Regions from separate parts of the Arachis hypogaea genome. Here region 2 is linked to region 1. Evidence: chromatin contacts called from public Hi-C data. All regions are on one chromosome and are shown on one strand. The core of a region is the stretch at or near the end of the contact, and the rest is flanking DNA. Distances in the headings are between cores, read along the strand shown. Region 1 holds the start of LOC112801967 (cinnamoyl-CoA reductase-like SNL6). Region 2 has its middle 7.2 kb from the start of LOC112801968.

Evidence for each region. Hi-C and Micro-C count contacts between places; a contact is called where the count stands out from the background.
Region 2: a contact with region 1 is called in a Hi-C map of leaf, with 2.8 times the contacts expected there. The contact joins the enhancer-like site here to the promoter of LOC112801967 in region 1. A contact is called at or near these places in 2 of 8 Hi-C or Micro-C datasets (leaf and an unstated tissue).

Annotation. Positions count from the first base shown.
Region 1 is chr5:92,923,983-92,930,147 of arahy.Tifrunner.gnm2.J5K5, reverse strand. It overlaps LOC112801967 (cinnamoyl-CoA reductase-like SNL6), which reads left to right and starts at 1,952. Exons shown (of 5, transcript XM_025844934.3): 1 at 1,952-2,479; 2 at 4,823-4,995; 3 at 5,967-6,165. The coding sequence starts at 2,218.
Region 2 is chr5:92,997,185-93,003,758 of arahy.Tifrunner.gnm2.J5K5, reverse strand. No RefSeq gene overlaps it. Among protein-coding and RNA genes, the nearest start is that of LOC112801968, 7.2 kb to the right of the region's middle. Within about 2 kb of position 2,633, at least 1 of the 3 cell types and tissues checked has open chromatin away from gene starts, as enhancers often do.

The DNA.
Region 1 (6,165 bases), core at 703-3,202:
CGTAAAGAGTGAAAAAGAAATCTATTGAATGATTAAAAAGAAAAAGAAGCTGGTGCAACAAAAGAAAAGGGAAGGCGATCACATGGCGGATATAAAGGCAAAATTTAATACAAAAAAAAGGAAGGACAAAAAGATCATGTGTATATATTTGTGTTTTTTCATGTGTATTTTGCCTTTCCTTTGATTAGCCATTGAAATAAATCTGGATTTAGTTAAAGAATGATCTAATAAGGAAGTTGGTTCATAAGAATTATAAAAAAAAAAAATTGGTTGTTACAATGCATTAAATTCTTTTATTTGATTTAATTTATATTTTCTATTCAAATATTCCACTTTTAATACTTTTAATAAGTATTTCTAAAACACTTGTTACCTAAATCACATAAATATTTCTTATAAAATGCATTAAATTGCGTCTCACTCAAATTCACATTTTTATTGCAGTGATTATTATGGATAATTGTGTGATTATCATAAAGCCATTTGTTCCAAAAATTTTAAATTAATCAATAAAATGAAGTATATGAATGATTAATATTTAACGCGTCCTTTTATATAAGAGTTTTGTTTTGGTTAATGTATGTAAATTACTATAGGTCCTCTTTCTCTCTCTCTCTCTCTCTATATGTGTTTTTTTCTCGTGTGTTAAAACTTTTTGTTGTTGAAATCAACAAAAATTAAATTCTAAATTTTTGAATATAAAAATTTTGATACTTTATCATATAATGATATGTACAGACATTTACTGGAAGGATTTTTCAAACATCAAAATCTCACAATTCAACATTCTTTTATTCTTTCTTTCTTCTATGCCTAAATTTTAGTAAAAGAAACGGAACCAATTTAATAAAATTTATCCTTTAATTTACCCAAATTCACCCTTCAGTCAATGTGTACCAAAAAATTACATTGCTTTTACTGTTGAAAATTTCAACACTAAATCTGCCCGTAATATCCAACTCTAAATTCAACAAAAATTTTAACGGTATCATTTGGAAAGACAAACATATTAGTTAGTATTTCTAAATGATATACAAATTTTGTACATAAGCATTAAATTTGTCATTTTTGTTATTCAAATAATGTGGAATCTATAAATTTATTTATTTTCTAAAATTTAGTTCTAATACACTAATATTATAAAAAAATTTATACGATTACTCAATTAAATTTATATATTTAGATGATTATTTAAGTGGTAAATTTAAAATTAGTAATTTTTACTAGTGTATATAACAATGTGGAATTGATTATTTGTGTAAAATTTTTTGAAAAAGTCTAGTTGCAGTAACTTTTGTATTTTGTGGCCAGCACTTAACTATAAAAAAAGTGAGTGATTTTTTACCATTAGATATGTAATCTCACACCAATAAAAATATTATTAATGGCCAATTGATGGTTACAAAAATTACTGACTCCTAGCACTCCTCAAATTTTTTTATATTGATAATAAATTAAAATTAATATCTTTATTTTTTATATGAGATATAGGAACCAACAAAAAAGTATTGGCACATTACTTAGAGATGCACTACAAGAAACAATGTTTAGATGCAATTGAATAAAGAAATATGACTTTATTCGAAAGGGGATTAATCTAATAATCCACTCAAAATACTAATATAGGGAGGCTCATGTCCTTGGTTACGTATTAATAAAAAAAATGAGAGTCCATAAAAAAAATATTTTTTTGCTACTTTTAGGATTTGAACTTAAAAGAGTTTTTAGTTGAGTTATATAAAACATACTATTTCAACTAATTTTATTTTTATTATTTTTATATACATTTAATAAATAATAAATTAAATAAATTAATAAGTTTTATCGTTTCCCTTTGTAGTTTATGAGATCTGGCATCCTATAAGGCTATAACACAAACACGCCAAGCTGGACTTTTGAGTTTTGACTGTGAAAACATAAATAAATATATTTTTAATTTATGAATTATTGTGAAATATAATAATGGATCTTTTACTACTCGAACACATGACATAAGACATACTTGACTAGTTAGCCTCCACACTTTGACTCTTTCTTTTTTCTCTTATATATATTCTCATCCCTCATTACAACCATTTTGCCTTCTCACAAACACATACCTAATAACCCTACTCTCTCTATATTTGCTTAAGAGTTCATAATTTAGGTTTTATTTCCATCATCATATAATCTCCCTAGCCATATTTATTTATTATTTTTTATTCAAATTTTATTATAATGGGTGTGGTGCGGTCGTGGGAGAGTAGGCAGGCGGAGCTAGAATCCTTCTGTCGAAGACTGGTGGCCGATACGGCCACCATTCATCGGCGAAAGGACCTAGAGCCGCAGCCGAAAAACAACCTCTTTGGGGATTATGAAGAAGAAGAAGAGAGGAATACCCTAGTTTGTGTGACAAGTGGTGTTTCTTATTTGGGACTTGCTTTGGTCAACAAGCTTTTGCAAAAAGGTTACTCAGTGAGAATCACTATTGAAAACCCAGGTATTCTTTCTTCTTTAATTTCTCTTACCTACTATTGTTTTCTTCTCTTTGGGTTGGTTGAAATAATCCTGGTTTTAATGAGGGTTTGTTGTTAGCTTTGTCATTTATATAGATTTTTTTTCACTCTTAAGTTGTTTAATTAATCTATGCCTTAATATTATTATTTTAAAAATTATATGAACAACTCAACGTGTATAATATATAAATATTTTTTAGCTGTGTATTTTTATTGGTCGTCATGTGATAGGTTGACTATGTTATTGTAAGATATAATTTTTTATTTCTAAAAAAAAGGTGTATACTCTTTAGAAACTTGTTTTTGCTTCTGTTTTCAGTTTGAATAATTATTATGTTTCTTTTCTTCGGTGAATTATCCGGAAAAAATGTATGTAATGCTTTTTTTTCAAATAATAATTTATTCAAAATTAAATATATAACGTAATATTTGTTACCTCAAAGTAGTTAAAATTTTTATATGTATAATATTAGGATAATAATAATAATATTGTAGTAGGTACCAACTATATATAAGTATTTGAGATTGGATATTCATAAAGTTGTTGAGCATTATAATTAGCTGGGTAGGTATGAGAAGAGAAACGTGGAACTTATTCAGCTGTACAACGATTTCATGGAACTAAGAATTTATTAGAACTCTATATCCAAAAGCTTGAGAGTTTAATACTTGGTGAATTTTAAAATTAATTTAAATTTTTGAGACGAGTAATTTTATGACTTGAGATATTTATTATTTTTACTACTCGAATGATTATTTTAGATAGTACGAGTAATATTTATTTTATAACTCAATAGCTTATTATACATATTATACACTTAGATCATTGATTCTCTTACAGTACTCTTAGTTGAATCATAGAATATATTTTAAGAAAGAGAATGATGATTAAATTAAATTTATAATAGAAACAATGTGCTAAAAACTTTAGCTGATTAAATGGCAAAAAAAAAACGGAGAATAATTTGAGTGTACGGCAAAACATGTGAGCTTTTAGAGCCGTCCATTGTGAGCTTTTATTTAAGTTTGTTTGTTTTCATGATTGAAGCCAACTTGATGGCCATACTTATTTTATGATCAATTTATTATAATATTATATATACGATTGAAAAAATTTTAAATATTGTTGTGATACTGATTTTAATAATTAATTTTAATTAATATATTTTATATTTTTATAAAAATTTAATTTTGATATATTATAAAATAATTTTGTACATACATTCAATTATATAATATTATATTAATAAAAATAACTATATTACTGCATGAATAATCATTTAAAAAACGAATATAATTGTACGATTATAAAAAATTTAATATCAAAATTAAACTTTTTTTTATAATTAAAATCAACAAATAAAACTATTAAAATATCGATATTTTTAAAGTACTTTAAATTCTTGAGGCAAATGTATATTAAATTTATCAAATTTTATCTGCTAGAACAATACAATTACCTGGAAAGTGCCATATATATCATTCATATTATTGAAGATATAAAACTATTTTAATTGTACTATGAAAATTGTCTAGTGTACAATTTTGAATGTGGACTGCGTCTCCTCCACGGCATATATTTTATTTATTGATTGATGCAACGAAACTTTATTAGAATTTTATTTTGCTTGTATTATGTTTGGTTTATTTGAAACATATAATATAATAATATATATTTATGCTATTAGTTTTTTTTATCACCGGCTTAATTAAGTATTCTTCTTTTTTGTTTCATTTAATTAAAGGGGGCTTAATTTAATTAATTTAGGTATTTTATGACTATCTCTCTAATCTATATGCTCCTCATCAATTATTGCTCACTAGAATCAAAGGCTCACATGTGGCCACAAGCCCACAACTACTCTCTTTCTTTTGAATTATTTCAATATAGTTAAAATTAAAGTTATTTTTTATTATTTGACAATATTCAAAAAATAAAAAATGTGATAAAATTGAAAAAGTATTATTAAATAATAAAGAATATAATATTAATATTAGTTACACCTTTTTTTAATATTATTAAAATTTTATAATCACTATAGTCAATAATTCAATACAAAAATATTTGATAACATAAAAAATTAGTTAAAAATAATTAAAATTTATCTTATTTAATATTTATTAATTCTAATATTTGTTAATTTATGTTATAATTAATAAATGTTAAATAAAATAAATTTAAATTGTTTTTTTATCTCTCTGACATTATGGAATTTAAAAATCACACGACCATATAATTCACCATTTCATATTTTTCAAATATTATCATTATCATATTTTTTGAATAATAATCTGAAGGGAAAATTTGATTGAATTGTGGAATGCAGAGGACATAGAAAAAGTGAGGGAAATGAAGGAAAGTAGAGGAGGAAATGGAAAATTGGAAGTAGTAATGGGAAAGTTAAGTGATGTTGATAGCTTATTAAATGCATTTGAAGGTTGCCATGGCGTTTTTCACACCTCTGCTTTTACCGATCCTGCTGGTCTCTCTGGCTACACTGTCAGTCTTCTACTCTTTTCTCTTTTCTTTTCTATGATAATTTACCATTTTTATTGTAAAATGTTTATACTTTCATAATTCTAACTATAAAAAATATAAATTAATTTAATAAAATTATTTAAAATATACAATGTGTTAAGTAATTTTATCGAATTAATTTAATTTTAAAAGTTACCAAATTAATTTTTATTTTTTAATTTAAAAATATTTTACGAAAATATCTAATCATATATTGTTTTAAATTAATTATTAAAAATTTATTTAAATTTATAATATAATTAAATAGTTATATAAAAAATTTTGTAATATAAATATATCAAAATTATTTTTTTATAAATAAAATAATTAGTATTTATACTTTTTATTATTAGAATTAATAATTTACTCATTAATTATTTTTTCCTTTAACTAGTTAAACACACTATATATATTGGGAAAATGTTTTGTGCCACCTAAATAATTTCTTGTACTCCAGTAAATTAGCTAAAACTTTATTTTATTAATAAATAGATTGAATTCAAGTTAAATTAGTTAAAGCTGTATAAACTTGTTACTGTTTTCACCCTAATAAAACAACTAATAAGCAAGCTTAATTTTTAGAAATATATGTCATTCTCTAATAAATTCGACTTGTTTATTTACATCATCTAACTTTTGGCTTCCCTTAGGGAATATTAATTTTTTTTTTTTTTAAATTACATGTCTTTTGTAGTTTTGTTTATTATTACATTTACTTTCAATTTTTTATTACCCGCACTACCTCTCATTGTTTATACAAGTTAACTTTATAATTAAGGGTGTATTCCATAATTATTGATTCTTAATACCACCTTAACTAATAGCTTCAATATGAAATATTGCTAATTAAGCAAATTAAAAGGCAATTAGTTTTTATGTATAAAGCAGAAACTATCTTGTTCACATTTCTATCATGCAGCTTCTAATGAATTGATTGTGTCTCATGTAAATAGAAATCAATGGCTGAGATTGAAGCGAGGGTGAGTGAGAATGTGATGGAAGCATGTGCAAGAACAACAACTATTAAAAGATGTGTCTTCACATCATCACTCTTAGCTTGTGTGTGGCAACAACAAAATCCAGACTCACAAGATTCTTCAATTACTATTAACCATACCTCATGGACAAATGAATCACTGTGCAAAGAAAAGA
Region 2 (6,574 bases), core at 1,384-3,883, 73 kb before region 1:
CTACTGTTTAGAAATCTAAGAAAGCCATGTTTAGAGATATTAAACAAAATATTCAAAAGAAATTATAGTGTTGGAAAAAAGCTTGTTATCATATAGAGGGAGGCATACTCTCTTGAGAGTAGTCGGTGAAGTAATTCCAATTTACTCTTTGTTTTGTTTTAGACTCTCGGATACCTTACTAGATGATATTCACAAAATGCTGCTAGCGAAGCATGGAAAGAAAAGTTGTATGGATTAAATGGGATATTGTGACAAGATTTTAAAAAGATAGTGGGTTAGGAATCAAAGATTTGAGGATATAGAACCTAGCTCTACTCGAAAAACAGCACTGGCGAATTGCTAAATATCCCAATTCAACTCTATATAGAATACTCAGAGGTAAATACTTTAGATACAATGATATATTGAGAGCTGAGATAGGTAATGGCATAGTATTCTGGAAGGGCGAAAAGTGATTGAAAAGGCTTATCATGGAGAATTGGCTTTGGAACATCAGTCAAAATCACCAAAAACCCTTGGCTGCCTCCATTGTTGTCCATCATTGTTCCCCTATCAGCATTCCTGCATCAACCGAACCATACTCTTTTCTATGTCACTAATTTGATGACTCCAGAACGAAGCTGGATCCAAGTATTGTTTGAGTCCACCTTCATTGCTGATGTTAGCTCAAGAATTCAGTCAATAAGGTCAGCAAGTGGATGATGAAATTAGTTGGATTTTGTCCAAATTAAAACATATGAGGTTAGTTTAGGCTATAAAATTGCCTACTCCTTCTATCATCCATTGTTTTCTTAATGCCTTTAGTCTTTTCAGAATCATAAAATTTAGGAAAGTGTATGAAAAATAAAAATACCTCACAAAATAAAGATTTTTTTGAAATACTTACACGAAAAGCTCCCAATGATGAGTTTATTGCACAACAGATTCTTAGCCACACTTGCCGTTTGCCCTCGTTGCCAAATTAAAAAAGAAACCATATGCCATGACCTCTTCCAATGTCCTCTCTCTGCCTCTATTTAGGGATTAAGCTTGATTAATGAAGATGTGTGGAGAGACAATTCATATTCCTTCCTTTAATGGTGGTAGAAAGCTCACGCGACATTGGATTCGACTCTAATGGTCGTCGATTAAATACCATCCTGCCCGTGCTTTGTTGGCATTGCTAGAAAGCAAAAAATCGCTATGTATTTGAGAATAAAATGAGTTCTATAGATTAAGTTGCTCAAAGATTCCCACAAGCTAATGAATGAGATTTTCGAAGCTAACTTTGCTCGAGTTTTTTTGGTCAATTCACTATCTTCTTTTCTTGTCTATTGTACTCTTTTCTCTTTAGTTTTTTATCTGTTTCTGTCACCTGTGTTTGTGACCACTTGGGAGGCTCCCACTTTTTTCCGTTGTATCTAACTTTGGAACTATTATGACGAATACAAAAAGCTCCTATGCATTAGGCGAAAGCCAGCCACCATTAAGAGCCTCCAATGCAGCCTTTATCCTGTTGTGACTATTTGATATGACTAAACTACCCGGTTGTAGCGTTATATGCTGCTGAAAGTGAGATAAAAAGAATGACCTCGACTCTGCATTCTCACCCTCTACAAATGCGAATGCAATAGGAATGATATTGGAGTTGCCGTCCTGAGCAATCGCGACAAGTAGTGTACCACTGTATTTGCCATACAGATGGGTTCCGTTGACACTAACAAATGGCTTGTAATGACGGAAAGATTCAATACACAGTGGGAATGTCCAGAAAAGCCGATGGAAATAAGCTGATGATTTATCTACTTGCCCACCAACTCGCACAGGACTCATCCTCAACACAGCGACACTACTTGCATCGTGATCTGCACACCCAGTATCCATCGCGACAAATCATTATATGACTCTTTCCAATCTTCGTAAATATGTGCCACGGCCTTCTGTTTAGCCATCTAAACCCTCTTGTAAATCAGTATAAATCCAAAATATGCCTCTGTTGTATTCTGTAGTACCTTGATCGAGACAGCAGCATCAGCTCTAATCCTGGGCAGTATAAAGGTCGATATCACATGATAATAAAGCATCATGTGATCACTAGATATCGATGTGGCCAGCAAGTAAGATGACTATTGTACCGTTTTACCTCCCAAATACCTTTGCGCTGGCAGAGGCTGACCCGAATGAGTCATGTGCACCCGTTGCTGAACTCTTTGCACTTGCCATAGTATTTGCGATGATCATATTCCAACATTTTGTACTCAACCCCACGGCGGATGCTATAAGTCTTCACGCTTAACACAACCTCCACTTTATCTTGAAACTACCGACCAACTTGGAATTCAAATAGAGCTCTTGTATTCTGTGTATCTCTGGCCCCGAAACCAATAGGTACTCCCAGATTCCCCTGCTGTGCCATGGCATCCAATTCCAAAGTTGAAAAGTGCGATGGTACTGATGAGTTTCTGAACTAGATACTCCACCACCCATAACTGGAGTAATCCTTGCTATGTCATCATCACTATCATCAGCTATCGTGGTGGGATCCACATCATCATCATCAACATCATCATGCAGTGCATCCTCAACGTCATCCGGTACTCCACCATCTCCGAAATCTGGGACCATAACAGGAGTACTGGGCATCGCAGTAGCAACCTCACCCATGGTCCAATATCGTATATTCCTCCATCACGACTGTGGCTTAGATTAGCTGCAAAGGACGGAGATGCAACTAAAACTGCCTCAGGTACAATCACCAGCACAACTGACGAGGCACCAACAAGCATGGAACTAGAGCAGGCTGGCATTGCTGAGGATCGAGGATTCCGGTTCAAACTTTTAGAACTACACACCACATCCACAAGCTTCGCCAATAGCTCAAGGGTCCTCACCTCGAAAAACTGACGACGATAATGGAACAGAACTTGCAAATCTTCATCATTGCCTAGGACGAATGAATCGTATATCACATCATCTCGCAGCACGAAAATCAGAATAACTTATCCACCCGGTTCACGCCATGCAGTCTCAGTTTCTGGAGTATAGTAGTTTGAAACTTGGTGAAACTCATCAAAGGTTTGAAGAAAACACTCAGCGGATCCTTATTAGTAAATTTAGTTTCCGATCGCATTTTCTTCTTAATCAACCCTCTATAGTGCACCAGAACTAAAAACTCTCATCACTAACCATTGTGAGTCCCACTATGACAAAAAATTCACATTCAACTCGTATTTATATACGTTAGAAATATTCTAATCGAATTAACTCCTTTCGAATTATACATAATAAAAGATTTCGTAATAAGTCGAATCTAATGGCTTCGATTTATCATTACCCACTACTGACTTTAAATTGACTTCACTGTATTCGATTTATTAAGGGAGACTAAATCAAACTTGATTGATTCGATTTAGTATTTGCCATATAAATTGAAACTTATTGATTCGATTTACTGTAAGTTACCATAATTCGAATTTTTTGAATTCGATTTACGTTTGAACCACAAAATCAAGTAATAATTCGAATAAAATAGATTCGATTTATTACTAACAATCCTAATTTAAATTTGATGAATTCGATTTATATAAAAATATGCAATGAGACAATCACGTAATGTTTTTAAATTTAAGGGATACACGTAAAATTAGAGTTGCTTTGATTTGTAAAAGTGAATTACCCTTATTTTTAAGTTTTAATAAATAACATTTATCTATAAAAAAAAGAGTTAAAATGAAAAAAAAATCGGATAATTTACTTTTTTTTCTTCCAAATTCTTAGCAGATATAGTAGATAATAAAATAATAATTTTATTAAAAAGAATTGGACATAACACTCGTTCGACGTACATTTTTTATATTTAAACATATTTTAACAAAAATAAATTTTTTTAAATATGTTTGGACTTTTTTAAATACTATTATGTATAGACTTGTTCAATATTATTCCTAATCTATATTATTTAAATGGATTTAGAACTAATATGTATTCTTAATTATTAAAAAAATATTTTAAATACTTTATATAATTAAAAAAAAATTAAAAATATAAAAACGTTACTTTTTAGTTTAATATAAAAATATCAAGATATTATTATAAACAATATAAAAAATTTTAATTTTTGTCAAAACTGAAGTTAGTATATCTACATTTTACGTATTATGTCATGTTTTATGTTCGTATCAATATTAATATTTTACAATTTATGTCAATTACGCATATATTTTATCTATATTTTATCACAAAATAATACTACTGTTTTTTTTTTCTGAGAAAAAAAGAGGAATAACAATTCGTTCTACTCCAATTTTTGATAACGTCACTTCATATTAAATTTTTTATATTATATAATGTATAAATTTTATAGAAAAATGAATGGTATTATTAAAATTAGAATGACAATGGGTTTATTTGGGTGAGTTTTTAAAAAAATATTTTTTTTAAAAGATTTTTTAAAAAAATAAAAATAATTTTATGTTTGAATATCTCATACAAAATTTTTTTATCTATCAATTATGTTTAAGTACAACAATACAAAAGTATTTTTTATTTATTATTTGCAGAATATCTTTCTATAAGAAAAAAATATATTTTATTTTTTAGTACTTTTATTTTTACTATTAGAAATTCACTAAACACGTTAAAAAATAAATAAAAAATATTTTTTATCAACTTAATGACACTCAAACAAACATAATATCTATTTCAAAAAGTATTAGTTAAAAGAATTAATTTAAGGATTTATTTATTTTGTATCCTAAGAGCACATGTTAAATTTATAAATTAAAAAGATTCTTATTAAAAATATAAAAAATTTAAGTTTTTAATACATTTGTTTTGTATTCATTAAATAAAAATATTTAAAAATTTTTACTAATGATAAGTTTATCATAACTAAAAGTAATACTATACATTTAAATTTTTTTATAAACTAAATTTAATCAAATTAAATAATAAAATTTAGAATAATATTAGTCATAACTTATTTTTATTATGTTAAACTAATTTAATTAAATTTAATTAATAAAAAAAATTAAATATGTAGTATTATTTCATTAACTAAATCCCAAATTTAATTACACTTAAAAGAAATGTCATTTACCCATTAAAGAAAAAGAAATGTCATTTAATAGCAAGGAGCAAGTTTGACTACATTTAAGATGATATTTGTTTCCTCGTTAATAGTAGAGAGATGATTACGTGATATATTTGATCGTTAAAGTACGAAAATTTTGTTGAGTTGTTCGTATAGCAAATATATTTTAGATACAATATTTGTTAATATTTATCTGATATGTGTGTCTGTTGTGTCTTATGAAGTATAGACACTTCACTGAATTACTGTGTTTGTATGTCGAATACATTTCGAACATAATATTCATAGACATTCAGCCAATATGTGTCTGCTGTATCTAACCGTGTCTTAATAAAAAACAAAAAAGTTTTTCTTCAAACATGCCTGAACATATCTAAATACCATCACGTATCAGTGTGTCTAGCCTTATTCTTAACATATATTCTTAAAATTAATTTAGATATAGTATATATTATTATTTATTAAAACAAACAATATTTTAAATACGTGATATAATTAAAATGAGACATTAAAAATAATTAAAAAAATTATTTTATATTTTAATATCAATAAAATATCACAATATAATTACGATTTATCTAAAAAATACTTTATATTTTATATTTATGCAGTCACCAAAAAAAAAAAAAAATATTTATGCGTGTCCCGTGGCATGTAAGATTTAAAATTTGCGTTGGCGTGTCCCGTGTCCCATGTCGTGTCGTGTCCCTACAGTGTCCGTGCATCATAGGTTGTGACCAACCGTGTCTTAATAAAAATAAAATTTTTTTCTAAACATATTTAGATATACCTAAATACCAAAACGTATTAGTGTGTCCAACTTTATTTTTAACATGTATTATTTTTAAAATAAATTTAAAAATATTTTTAAATATTTTATATAATTAAAATAAAATATTAAGAATAATAAAAAAAATTAATTTATATTTTAATATTAATAAAAGATTAAAATATTATTACGATTTATCTAAAAAATACTTTATATATATATATATATATATATATATATATATATATATACGTGTTTCCTATTTTATAAAATTTTAAAATAACTATTGAGAATTTCAAATTAATAATATTGTTCGCATTTGAGAGATTTTATTCAAAGTGCATTTACGAAATTTCTTAAAGGAAAAATTATTACTCTTTAATTGATGATGTCTTTTTTTATTGTATGTTATTTTCAAAATTACTTATGTAGTGAAATTTTTTCTTTTCATTATGAAAAGTAAAAACAAAAAGATAATTAAAAGATGTAACAATGTATATACGTTTGTTCTGACTTTACTAATTCGATTTTCATTATAATATGAATGTTTACTGAAGATAAATAAAAAAATATAGAAATATGAAATAAAGACAAAAGAGAATGAGAATTTTGTAGGAAAAGAAAGAAAGAATAAAATAAGGACAAAATTTAAAAAAAAAATATTGATTTTAAGAAATTTTGACCGAATAATACAATTGAAATATTTGACACCGTTAAAAGTAAAATTAAAAAAA